3 separate regions of the Sus scrofa genome follow, and regions 2 and 3 are each linked to region 1. The links are chromatin contacts, called in public HiChIP or PLAC-seq maps. All regions are on one chromosome and are shown on one strand. Each heading gives the region's core, a stretch centred on a gene start, on an enhancer-like site or on the middle of the called end of the contact. The rest is flanking DNA. Distances are from core to core; before and after follow the strand shown.

Region 1 (3,709 bases), core at 745-3,244:
CAGAGTCTACAAATGTGCCAAGCATTGTGCTAGATACAAGAAATATACAAGGTCCTTTCTCTTAACTAGCCCCCATATTTTATGGAACTAAGAGATATATATTGATTATTTAGTAATAATAATAATAGTGGTCAATATTTCTTAAATACCAGATACTATGTTAAGCCCTTGACATTCATCTTCTCATTTAATCCTTAGCAAGAAAAAAGTAGATATTCTATATATTTTGCAGACAATGAAAATGAGGTACAGAGAGGTTGCCTCAAAGTTATAGCTCCAGTGTGGAGTTTGAACTCAGGCAGTCTGACCTAAACAGTACATCATTTACTGTGGTGTGCACCTTGATAATAGTTAGCTGTTATTAATATTTACTAAGCTATTTTCACATGGAAACAAATAAGGGAATCAGAAGCCCATCTCCTCTTTGCCACACCTTAGTGCCTCAGATTTAATCCGCTTCTGCCCAGTCTTTACTAAACATGGCCTTGACCACCAAAAGCTTCATACAACCATCTTCTATGAAGGCGCTCTTGGCTCCCCATCTCCTACGATGCCTGAAAGCCTGCCAATTAAAATCCGAGTTAACAAGCAACTACCCAGGAGCAATCAGGATAACCAGGGATATAGTGAAGGGCCAAAAAAAAAAAAAGCAAAAATTTACCTGGATCTCTCTGTGTATCAGACTTATTCTTTCTCCAGAGAAGGCATTAGCTACTCTCTGAGCCAACCTAACCAGCTTCCTCTCCCGGTTCTGAAGGCCTTGGCTCACAGTTGGGCAAAAGTGAGAACTGTGACATTTTCTGTCTCCAATGATTCCCTTTAGAAACCAGATTACGAGACAAAATAATGTCTTTGAAGTGACAAGCACTGTGCCTGTCACTCAATAAACCACAGCTATTATTATTCTTTCTATGTTGCCTGCAAAATGTTGAAAATTATCAGAAAGGCGGACACCTCAGTGGCTTTAGCACCTAGTATATCCTTTTTAATCATAATCTCCGTATGTCTGTCAGGAACATTCGTTAGGTACGCACTGGGTGGGCTGCGGGGTAGCAGAGGCAATAAAGAGATCCTTCAGGTCCTTCGGGATGCTTCTGACACACTTAGGAACACAGGCTGGGAAATCTAAAGGTGCCTCACAAACCCTTACCAAGAGCACCTGCCACGTAGCAATTTCCAGCTTTCCTAGTCTCCTCCAGGAAGGGGGCTGACTGGTCTGCAGAGGAAGCTTGCTATTATTAATACTGACTAAGCTGTTTCCACGTAGAGATAAATAAGGGAATCAGAAGTCAATCTCCCCTTGGACACACCCCATCACCTCAGATTTAACTACTCCACTCTGCTTCTCCAGACTTCCCTAAACATGGCCTTGACCGGCAGCCAACCCAGCTCAGTCCTAAACCTTTGGTCAGGAGGAGAAACCATAATGCTGGACTGTGATACTTTTCTGTTCACCAGAGTGGATTTAACTACTCCACTCTGCTTCTCCAGACTTCCCTAAACATGGCCTTGACCAGCAGCCAACCCAGCTCAGTCCCAAACCTTTGGTCAGGAGGAAAACCCATAATGCTGGACCGTGACTCCTTTCTGTTCACCAAGGACTGTCCGCGTCTGGCCTGTCTGGATCTCGGGACCCAGGCCAGTTTCCTACTCTGGGATTTCCTTCGACTCCTAAAAGAACAAAGAAATTCTCCCTGTATTCCACTTCCAGAGAGGCTCAGGTCTCTCTGAAGATTCAGGACCTAGCCTAGATTTTGAAATCTTGAGCTCTTGTGCTTCTTTGACCAGGATGAGTCCCAGAGCCAAAAATAATGCGGGACAAAAGATCTCAGGAAAAGGCCCACGTTGGGTCATGGGCTTGTCTGGCCTGGAAGTCCGGGCTGAGGCTTAGGGGCTGGTCTGTCGGAGACGTGGACATCAAAGGACGGACAAACCCGAACCCCACTCAGTTCATTCAGCAAACATTTACCAAGCAGGTACTGTGCTATACCCCGTGGGCGGCAAGTTGACAAAGACAAGGTGCCTTCCCTTGAGGAATTCAGAGTCATTTATGGTTCATGTAACATCAAACACAGCCATCAGTTTCTCAGAAAAAAACAAAAACAAGAACAAAACCCCACCACATTGATTCTCAAACTCTCGCAGTAGAAATGCTCAGTTTCCTCTAGCCCAGAGTTCTAAAATGTCTGACTCAATGAAGAAAAATGCCATCAACTGCCACCAGAGCCTCCCCAAATGAGAATTCTGTAGCAGAGTGATCCTGATTATCTCAGAAATCCCAGGCAGAAATGGAAGCAATATAAATAAACATAAAAGAAAATAGAGGTGCTGTAACACAACTATAAATTGCTTTTCTCCCCGACTTTCTTCCAATCATCCAGGGCAAAAGAGGGAAGTTGGTCTCTGTGGCAGAGAATAGACCAGCAGCTGTTCTATATCCTGCCAAGAGGAGAGAGACTTCTTATAAATAATAGCCAACAATATGTCCTCTGGGACCAGAGATTCAGCCAGTTGGAGGGGGGGAGGGCGGAGGGGAGAGGGAGGGTTAATGGGATGGGGGGTGACCGACACAGCAGAGGGCGAATTAGGAGAAACCCTATCAAATTTTCCTGTGTACTTATGTTTCTATTACCTCATTAGGGTGATTACATAATGCCACTCCATTTATAAACTGCAAGGGAAGTAAGGGCAGCATCCTCATTAGCAGAGGCTGATGCGAGACATTAACATACCAGGCAGTCATGTGGGCAAACAATGAAGATGTTCGCAGAACATCTTTTCTTTCTCTCTTCATCGCTTTGGTATTTTGTCTGCTCCTTCCCTCCCTTTAGCCATATATGTGGATCTGTGGCTCAGACCTGAAGCCGACCACGTGGGCGCCCTCGTATTGAGAGCGCTTCATGTGAGAGAGGTATGGCATCGCTTTTACTGCTTTATGCTCTATTAGGAGGGAGAAAAAAGAACCATCTTAGAGCCATGTAGGGGTCTCTCCTTGAAAACTCCACAGAGGGCTTCCAGCCAGATGCAGACTGAAGTTCGGAAATGTCTTACTTCCTAGGAGCTTTTTCCACTTTTCCTGGACTCTGACTTGTCCTGATTCGAAGTTATAGCTCTAGATGGGGATATTTTGAGGGGCTGCTGTTTCTGGATATAGTACTAATTTGCATCTCAATTTTAAAAAGAGCTCACTCGGACAGTAAAATTCACTAAGTAATATTTAATAAAAGAGGACACTGAGTCCCTAAAAGGTGAAACAACTGGCTCAGATAATCAGAGGAGGAGCCCAGGCTGGAAGCCAGCATCAACAGGAGTTCCACAGAAAGGGACTGTAATTTACAATTTCTAAGAGAGGTTGGATTGAGTGTCTGCTTTACCATGGACTCATCTAATGAGGGGATGGTGTGGGCCACGAGGGGGTGTTAGGTAGAGACTGATCTTTTCACGGTCCCTTGGAGGAAGAATTAGCTGTTTAGCTTATATTTATGTCTTATATGTGGTTTTAATTTGATATACCACCTTTTATTCTTACATAACACTATTTCATCTCTCTCTCTCTTTTCCTTTTCTCTTATATTATCTCTGGCTTTAATTTCGGGCACTCCCAAATGCATTATTGCAAAGTTATCCTTTTTCTGAAGGTGAGCACTTATTTCACGTTTGTTCTTATGATTGGAAAACTAGGTGAAAAGTCCAGGGGATCTAGCACTGT
Region 2 (3,709 bases), core at 797-3,296, 260 kb after region 1:
TGTATGATTAACTATTTTAATAGTTAACTGGAAATACAGTAATCAAAAATTAAGGCAGATGAAAACATCTGTCTCTATGTAACACATGTCCCTCTAAGGTCAAACTGGGTGAAAATAAATAGCCAATCTGGCAACCAAATAAAACTACAAAGCAACAAACACAGTATAAACACTCTGAAAAGTGTTTCTAAAAGATAAAGTGAACTACTCCTAGAAAACAGACATTGAAAAAAAGAAAAAAAGAGAGCTTGAAAAGGAAATTATCTTGTGCTAAAAATCACATTCTTTATTCATCCACTGATTAAAGCCTTTCAGATCTTAAAAAAATAATAATAATAAAATGAACATTTAAAAGGTTTCATGTGAAATTTATACTCTAGTATTTTAATACATGAAAAAGCACCTTCCTTTCTGTTAGGTTTCAAAGCAGCTGCTTCATTTATCTGCAACATATATGTTTCTTACAAGTCTCTGGATGAACACACACAGAAAATATGGAGCACTTCAGTTGCATCTCTGTGATCACTGTATAGGCCTAGGCCCACCATACCAAATGAAGAAGAGCTAACGTGTTGACATCTGTTTTAGGCTAAAAATGGAAATTGTGAAGTTCTTTCCTCTTCCAAGAGTTCCCTGGAATGGATCAAAAGGCTTCAAAAGACTTGGCACCAAGGGAAATTCTAGGCAACATCTACACAGCACAAAATGAAATGGAGACTTGGCACCTTCCTAAAGAATTAGGGCTGTGTTGACCACTGCAAAAAGGGGGCCTTAACTGGCCCTTTGTGACCAGAGAGGCCAATGTAATTCACAAAGCTCCAGATTTTGCCTTTCTGGGGATCTATAATATTAACTTTTCATACAACCCCAACAAAAACTCCTTGCCTTTAGTGTGGCTAGACCATGACTAAACATCTAGGTTGGGCCAGGTCCTCTGGGGTGCAAATGGCCAAATCTCCCAGATGAGTGAGGCAAAGCCTTGTCTGGAGACTGAATTTAGAAGTCACTTTCCGGATCTTTTTTTTTTTTTTCACACCAAATCAACTCTGCCTGTGAAGGTTTACTTTTCTTGAGGCTGAGTCAGGATGAACCAGCCTTTGCAGGTGGAGCAGTTATTTGAGAGCCCACCATTCTATACAAGGGGTCTTTAGATGTAAAGCAGAAGCATTTTTGTTTTGCCTTTGAGTTGGGGTGAAGCACAAAGAATTGACTTGTTTCTCCTCCAAAGTTAAAGGACCAAACCCCAAGACAACCAAAATGTTGGAATTGTTTGTCATTTCCAAGTTGAAAGAAAGCAAAATGTGACTACTCAGAGCTCTATCTTTCCCTGATTAAAGCGATCCTGCCCTTTGAATTGCTACACAGGATACTGTTCTGTGGGGCTCACTCACAGGGCTGTAATAAGTCACAACAGCTTGGCACCTCGCCCAACAAAACACAAACTCCTGAAGTCTTGAGCTTTCCCATGGCAACATCACAGTCACCAACACAGCAAACAATCGCTCCAATCCCTACTCCCGCTCCCTTTTTCTAAGAGCAAAGGATATCATTGCAGCCAGTCTCCTAGAACCGTGCTAATTATCATCTATGAAAGGAGATAGCGACAGAGATCAAGTTGCCTTCAGCGCCGAACTTAAAATGAGATCAAAGGCAGGGTAACTACAGGAGCATACGGAAGTTCAACTTATACTTTCGCTTTCAAAGAAAAGACAGAAGCTTTATGTAAAGTATATTCCTTAAGGATTAATGTGCCTTGCTGCCCTGATTACCAAGTGGCTCTGGCTGGCCAGCAACCTTCATACAAAACTCCCATTCACTTTAGCCCAGTCGTTTTCTCTCTGTCTTTCTCTCTCTCTCTCTTTCTCGACAGCAGAGGGGGGTGGGGTAGGGGGGAAATGCCATCTTAAAGCTGCAGCTCGACCACATTCCTGAAACTGCAAAACTGGAAGTGTTTTCAAACCTCAGCTGCTTTCTCCAGCGGAATGCTCATTCTGCTCAGATGGGAAGGCCGCTGAGTTCCAGAGCTGGGTGGCAGCTCCCTATTGCAGATTAAAGCAGCGCCACTTCCTTTATGACCGCCTCTTTTCAGATTCAAATAACATCCTTGGGGGTGACCATCTCTTCTCACAAAAAACCGTCTGGGCTCCCACAAATCTCCTACAAGAGTAATCTCTTTGTGTATTAATTTGATTTTAGGTCCTTGGATGGCTCCTGACAGTTCAGGAGCAGAACTAATACCAAACCCCAAGAGAATAAATAGTCTGGGACTCATGGGTGGCTATCACTGTGCTAGGGGGTGGGGAAGGCAAGGAAGAGTCCTGGCTTCATGTGGTTTTGCACTCTGCTTGTTCCACTCTGATCCATAGTGAAGCCCTGCATGTGCTTGTGGAGGATTTTATAATTCTAGACACAAATCTTAGCCAGGGCCACAGACTACATTTGGGATCCCCCAACCTCAGAATTAGAATAAAAATTTCAGAGGAGGTTCTGTTTCAGCACAGCTACAATTTGGGGGGAGGGGTTCGTCCATGTAATAAAGAATATAAAACACTAATGACAAGGTATGGAAGTAATTATACCAAGATATTTCAATGATATCCTAAACCAAGAACGGGACAAAAAAAAAAAAAAAAAAAAATCCAGCGAGTCGCTAAACAATAGCAGGATTCTAAAATGTAACTGAAGCCTTTTGAACATACATATGGGTGACTGCTGTATCATTCAAGACATTTAAATACCCCCATATCTACACTATGGACAATTTAAATAATTATGGTGTTACATTAAATTCTGGCCTCAACTTTTCACTTACTATATACTTGATTATGTTTTATTCTCTATTATCCCACCATTCCCCAAACCCCACAATCTAATGATGTAATTTTTATCATTAAGAAACTTATTGTAGGACTTCCTGCTGTGACTCAGGGGAAACAAATATGACTGGTATCCATGAGGATGCAGGTTTGATCCCTGGCTTCGCTCAGTGGTTTAAGGATCCAGCATTGCTATGAGCTGTGGTATAGTCGCAGATCCTGAGTTGCTGTGGCTGTGGCACAGGCCAGCAGCTACAGCTCCAATTCAACCCCTAACCTAGAAATCTCCATATGCCATGGGTGTGGTCCTAAAAAGACCAAAAAAAAAAAAGGAAATTTATTGTAGACATAAAGTATTGAGCTACAAGAACAGAGGTATGGATCAGAGTTGCTTTAACAACCCAGAAAGCACTTTCCATAATTATTTCCATGACTAATTCCTTCTCCTTTACACCTTAGTTTAATTAAATCTGAAGGAAATTGGACTCCATGGTTATAAATTACTTGCTATTATAGTATTTTTTGTTATGCTTACTTGTTGTTAATCTATTTCTCTATTAGACTCTAAAGTCCTTGAGGTCAAGAATCATGTGTCTAACCTGGTGTCTTGAATACAATGGCTATTCAACAAATATTGGTTGAATCAATGAATCCTTCATTTAGACACAGCGAACAACACATATGCTATATACTTCCTGCTCTACAAACTTCTGTCCAAATGTAAAAGTGCTGCAACATAAAGAAATAAAATAGAACAAAAATAATTCACTGGTTAAGTTTGGCAAAATAAAGAGCTGAAGGGAAAGAAAAAAGAGATTCAAGTGTCCTTGGTGGGGTTAGCTGGCAATGTCTTCATCAGTATGTCCTGAAATTTCTGGATGAATGTTTTTGGG
Region 3 (3,709 bases), core at 338-2,837, 210 kb after region 1:
CACCCGGAAATCTGTACACTCCCTAGCATCCTGTGACATTCTGACCACTGATTGGAAATAAGTGTCACTAAACGTATGAAAATGAGACTGAAGTAGATGAAAATTATATAAAGGGTGTGATAATTAAACAAAAAGCTCAGTCACAAATTCAGTTCTTTCCTAAAGGGGCTGACTTTAAGGTAATTTATAATGTTCTCAGAGAAAAGCTTAAACTTAACCCTCAAGGAGTATGATATGTTAACATAAACAGAATTCACAGAAATCAAAATGAAAAATCTTCCCCCAGGATTTTGACTCCGCTCATTTTGCTTCCTCTTGTTTTCCCTCCTCCAGTTACCATTTGTGTTTGTTTTTTAAATTTAATCCTTTGGGGGAAAAAAATCCTTGTTTTAATGCTCTGTTTCATCTGCCATCCAAGAAACAGCAAGCTTTTAGATCAACTGGTTGCAAGCGCTATATTTTTACAGTTTACTATGTCACCTTCCTGTACTTTCTGGCTTCTTTTCTATTCTACCATCCATCAGAAACCAAATAATTTGCATTTACTTTGCATCTCTATAGATGTCTTCATGGCAAGGCATGACAGTAATCGTTACATGATTGTCTAGTGGTAAACTGCTTCCCCAGGAGTTAAAAGTTTAAGAATTCCTATTCTGTGGGAATCCCTCTGTGGTGCAGTGGGTTAAGGTTCAGACCACAGTGGCTCAGGTTGCTGCAGAAGTGCAGGTTTGATCCCTAGCCCGGTGCAGATCAGCATGGCGGCAGCTGTGGTGTAGGTCTCAGCTGTGGCTCATATTCAATCCCTGGCTTGAGAACTTTCATACGCAGTTGGTGCAGCCATAAAATAACAATTTTTTAAATAAAAATTTAATTATTCCTATTCTAGTTTGTATATTTGGGTTGAGCATACCATGATATTGTCATATCTACATAAACAATTTATTTCTCAAGCTTATGTTATTCACCCTAAGATTAGTTTTACCATCATGTCTTTAATCAATTATGATTTAATAATTTTTATTACAAATCAGTAAAAATAACAGGTTCTCTAAAATATCACATCTAATTCAGGTATACTTTGATTATACTTCCTATGGCTGCTAAAAGTAGAAACTAGATCTGTAAGAGAACAACATTGTTTTCTAATGTTTCAGAGGCAATAGGCCATTTGAAAGGCAAGATAGATCAAAACAAACACAGAGAATCAAAAAAGGCTGAAGCCATTATAACTCCAACAACTTAACAGCAATATTAGTCACTGTTATTTCATCACAGTAATATGTTTGGCATTTCTAAAATGTTTCTCAATCAAAAAAAATGTCCGCGCATCTTGCAAAAAAAAAAAAAAATCAAACTATTAATGAATCACAGAGAGCACCTAAAAAGGAAGTCTGATGTCCACTGTGAAGGATGAGACCACAGAAGCCGATGACCCCACAATGCAACCTGCCTTCACCCCAAGAGACAGTTAAGATAGTCCTGAGAGGGGAAAGGAGTCCTGACATTTCACACACCCCTGAGCACAGGGGAAGCTCCTTCAGTCAGTACTTTGGCTCTGCAGGTGTGGGGGGAAGCTGTTGTGGCCACAAGAACACGCTGAGTCATCAAAGTGGTTGGTCTCATTATAAAAGCACCCAACTCAGAGGCAAGAGACCTGATTGTACTCTCTGCGATCCTTATTTATTGGTTGTGTAACACTGAACCTGTTGCAATCTCCCTGAGCCTGTCTGCACCCTCATAAAAGATCTGGAACAGTGTGCTAACACACCTCCTTCTTGGGGCGGTGGGGAGAAAAAACTGAGACAGTGTATAGAAAGCCCTGTGAAGTAAATGTTGATTATGATTATAATTCACCTAAGAGCCAGATTACTTTCCTCCATCCTATAACCTGAGCTGTGGCGTCATGTGCCTGAGTGTCTCCTGCCTGGGCTGACGTTCCAGATTTGCCCACATTTGGCTCAGGGACTATCCACCCTAGGAAAACGGCTGGGTTTGCAAAGCCCTCTCACACACCAAGATGTTGCCAGCTGTTGCAGAACGGGTTACAAGGTGTGGACCCCACCAGTTCATACCTCCTAGACCCAAACCCCCTGCTCAGCTCAGTGTCTGGAAATTCTGACTCTTGCATGCTGCAGGAGAAAAAAAAAAAGTTCTCCAAACCAATACCTACCTCTGGCAGGAATGTGCATTGGAACAGACCAAGGCAAAAATAAGTCATTCCAACACAATATGCAACAGTGTGTACAAATATGCTTTATGGCTGAACTTGAGTTCTTTCTGATTGTTAACATGTCCCGTTCTTTTGTGCCACCCACACAAAAATGTGTTCTATTAGGAGTCAGGTTCTATTCCTGACCCTCTTAGTCACACTGGGCAAGCCCGTTTTAATTTCCCCCGGCTTTATTTTATCCATTTTAGAATCTCTCCTCATGGACTCTACTTCACTGAAGTTTCAAGTTGTATCTTTTAAGCTAATAAAGAAGGGTCTGCAAATGAAGTATTAGAAACTGTTGCTGTGACAATAAAGAGTTGTGATACCAGACTATTTCTTAAGATGTGTCTGAAATGAAAAGGTTGAAAGTAGCACAAATCATTGGTAGATTTAATATGGTAAAGATGCCTTCTTCAGCCATAAACAATAGAAGCTTCTACAGGAGAGAAGCTCTGAACAGTAAGACCCTCAGACTTGCAAAAAGTTAGCTGATTGCCAGGATTTAGCCAAATTGAGGCTATAACATTAACTTTAAGGAATTAAAATTGCTATGTAAACAAGCCATGTTATTTACTCTTTAGGACACAAAACAAATAGCGTAAGCTGACTTTCATTAGGATCTTGATAAAGACTGCCACAGAGGGACAGGCCACAGAAGAGGCCAGGAAACTGCCAGACAGGACACGCTCAGTGCAAAGCATTTTAGTTCATGCAAATGAATAGAAAAGTGGAGGCCCTCTCCTGGCCTCTGTGCTTAGAAGAGAAGGGGAGCACTGGCAGGGGCAGAAAATGTGATGGAAAAACAACAGAGATATTTTCCCCATGAACTACTCCTGCAAGTGGTGTAAATAACTGGAATATGGCTTCTGAGGCAGCCGCACCTCACTGAAGTCTGCATCGTGGAAATCCTGCTCAAAAGGAAAAGGAGCAGATGACTCAGCAGGGAAGACGGTGGCCCTCCTGAGTCAGTCCTGAGCTGGACTTTGAGAGGATGACCGTCTTTCAAAATCAGTATTTTGGTGTCATTCTGAGCTTCCCTGGTAAAGTGAAATTGACCACATCGCCTTCTAATGTGAAATTGACCACATCTCTTTCTAATGAACTGTATCTCAAAACAATCTACAAGTTTCAAGTGCTTAAGTGACTTCCAGAATAGAAGCTAAAAGCTAATTGATATATTAATAGTCAATACCTAGGCGGCTGGATGCATGTCTAAGTTTTCTGTGCTGTGACAGGCTTTTCCTCTTCTGTGGCTGGGTGTGTTCCAAGGACACACCTCAGCAAATATATTACTCATGTAATAGGGGGCCCTCTGTGACGGAATATTCAAGGCATATAAATTTAGAAATATCTAAGTCTTTACAAAACCATACCCTTATAGAAAAATAAATCTTCCATTGAGCATATCACATATTCTTTTTTCTTTTTCTTGTATTTTATTAAAGTATAGTTGATTTACAATGTTCTGTCAATTTCTGCTGTACAAATATATTCTGT

The links. HiChIP or PLAC-seq counts read pairs in DNA pulled down with a chosen protein or histone mark.
Region 2: a contact with region 1 is called in an H3K27ac HiChIP or PLAC-seq map of alveolar macrophages. The contact joins two enhancer-like sites. A contact is called at or near these places in 1 of 47 Hi-C or Micro-C datasets (heart right ventricle) and 2 of 2 datasets of contacts at active chromatin or transcription factors (alveolar macrophages and skeletal muscle).
Region 3: a contact with region 1 is called in an H3K27ac HiChIP or PLAC-seq map of alveolar macrophages. The contact joins two enhancer-like sites. A contact is called at or near these places in 2 of 2 datasets of contacts at active chromatin or transcription factors (alveolar macrophages and skeletal muscle).

The regions. Positions count from the first base shown.
Region 1 is chr9:28,077,922-28,081,630 of Sscrofa11.1, forward strand. All of the region lies in intron 2 of MAML2 (mastermind-like protein 2), which reads right to left. Among named protein-coding and RNA genes, the nearest start is that of MTMR2, 110 kb to the left of the region's middle. Within about 2 kb of position 1,995, at least 33 of the 83 cell types and tissues checked have an H3K27ac peak or open chromatin away from gene starts, as enhancers often do. A contact at or near this core is called in alveolar macrophages and skeletal muscle, where this site is marked.
Region 2 is chr9:28,333,500-28,337,208 of Sscrofa11.1, forward strand. All of the region lies in intron 1 of MAML2 (mastermind-like protein 2), which reads right to left. Among named protein-coding and RNA genes, the nearest start is that of MAML2, 38 kb to the right of the region's middle. Within about 2 kb of position 2,047, at least 72 of the 83 cell types and tissues checked have an H3K27ac peak or open chromatin away from gene starts, as enhancers often do. A contact at or near this core is called in alveolar macrophages and skeletal muscle, where this site is marked.
Region 3 is chr9:28,289,099-28,292,807 of Sscrofa11.1, forward strand. The region is part of intron 1 of MAML2 (mastermind-like protein 2); the gene reads right to left. Among named protein-coding and RNA genes, the nearest start is that of MAML2, 82 kb to the right of the region's middle. Within about 2 kb of position 1,588, at least 26 of the 83 cell types and tissues checked have an H3K27ac peak or open chromatin away from gene starts, as enhancers often do. A contact at or near this core is called in alveolar macrophages and skeletal muscle, where this site is marked.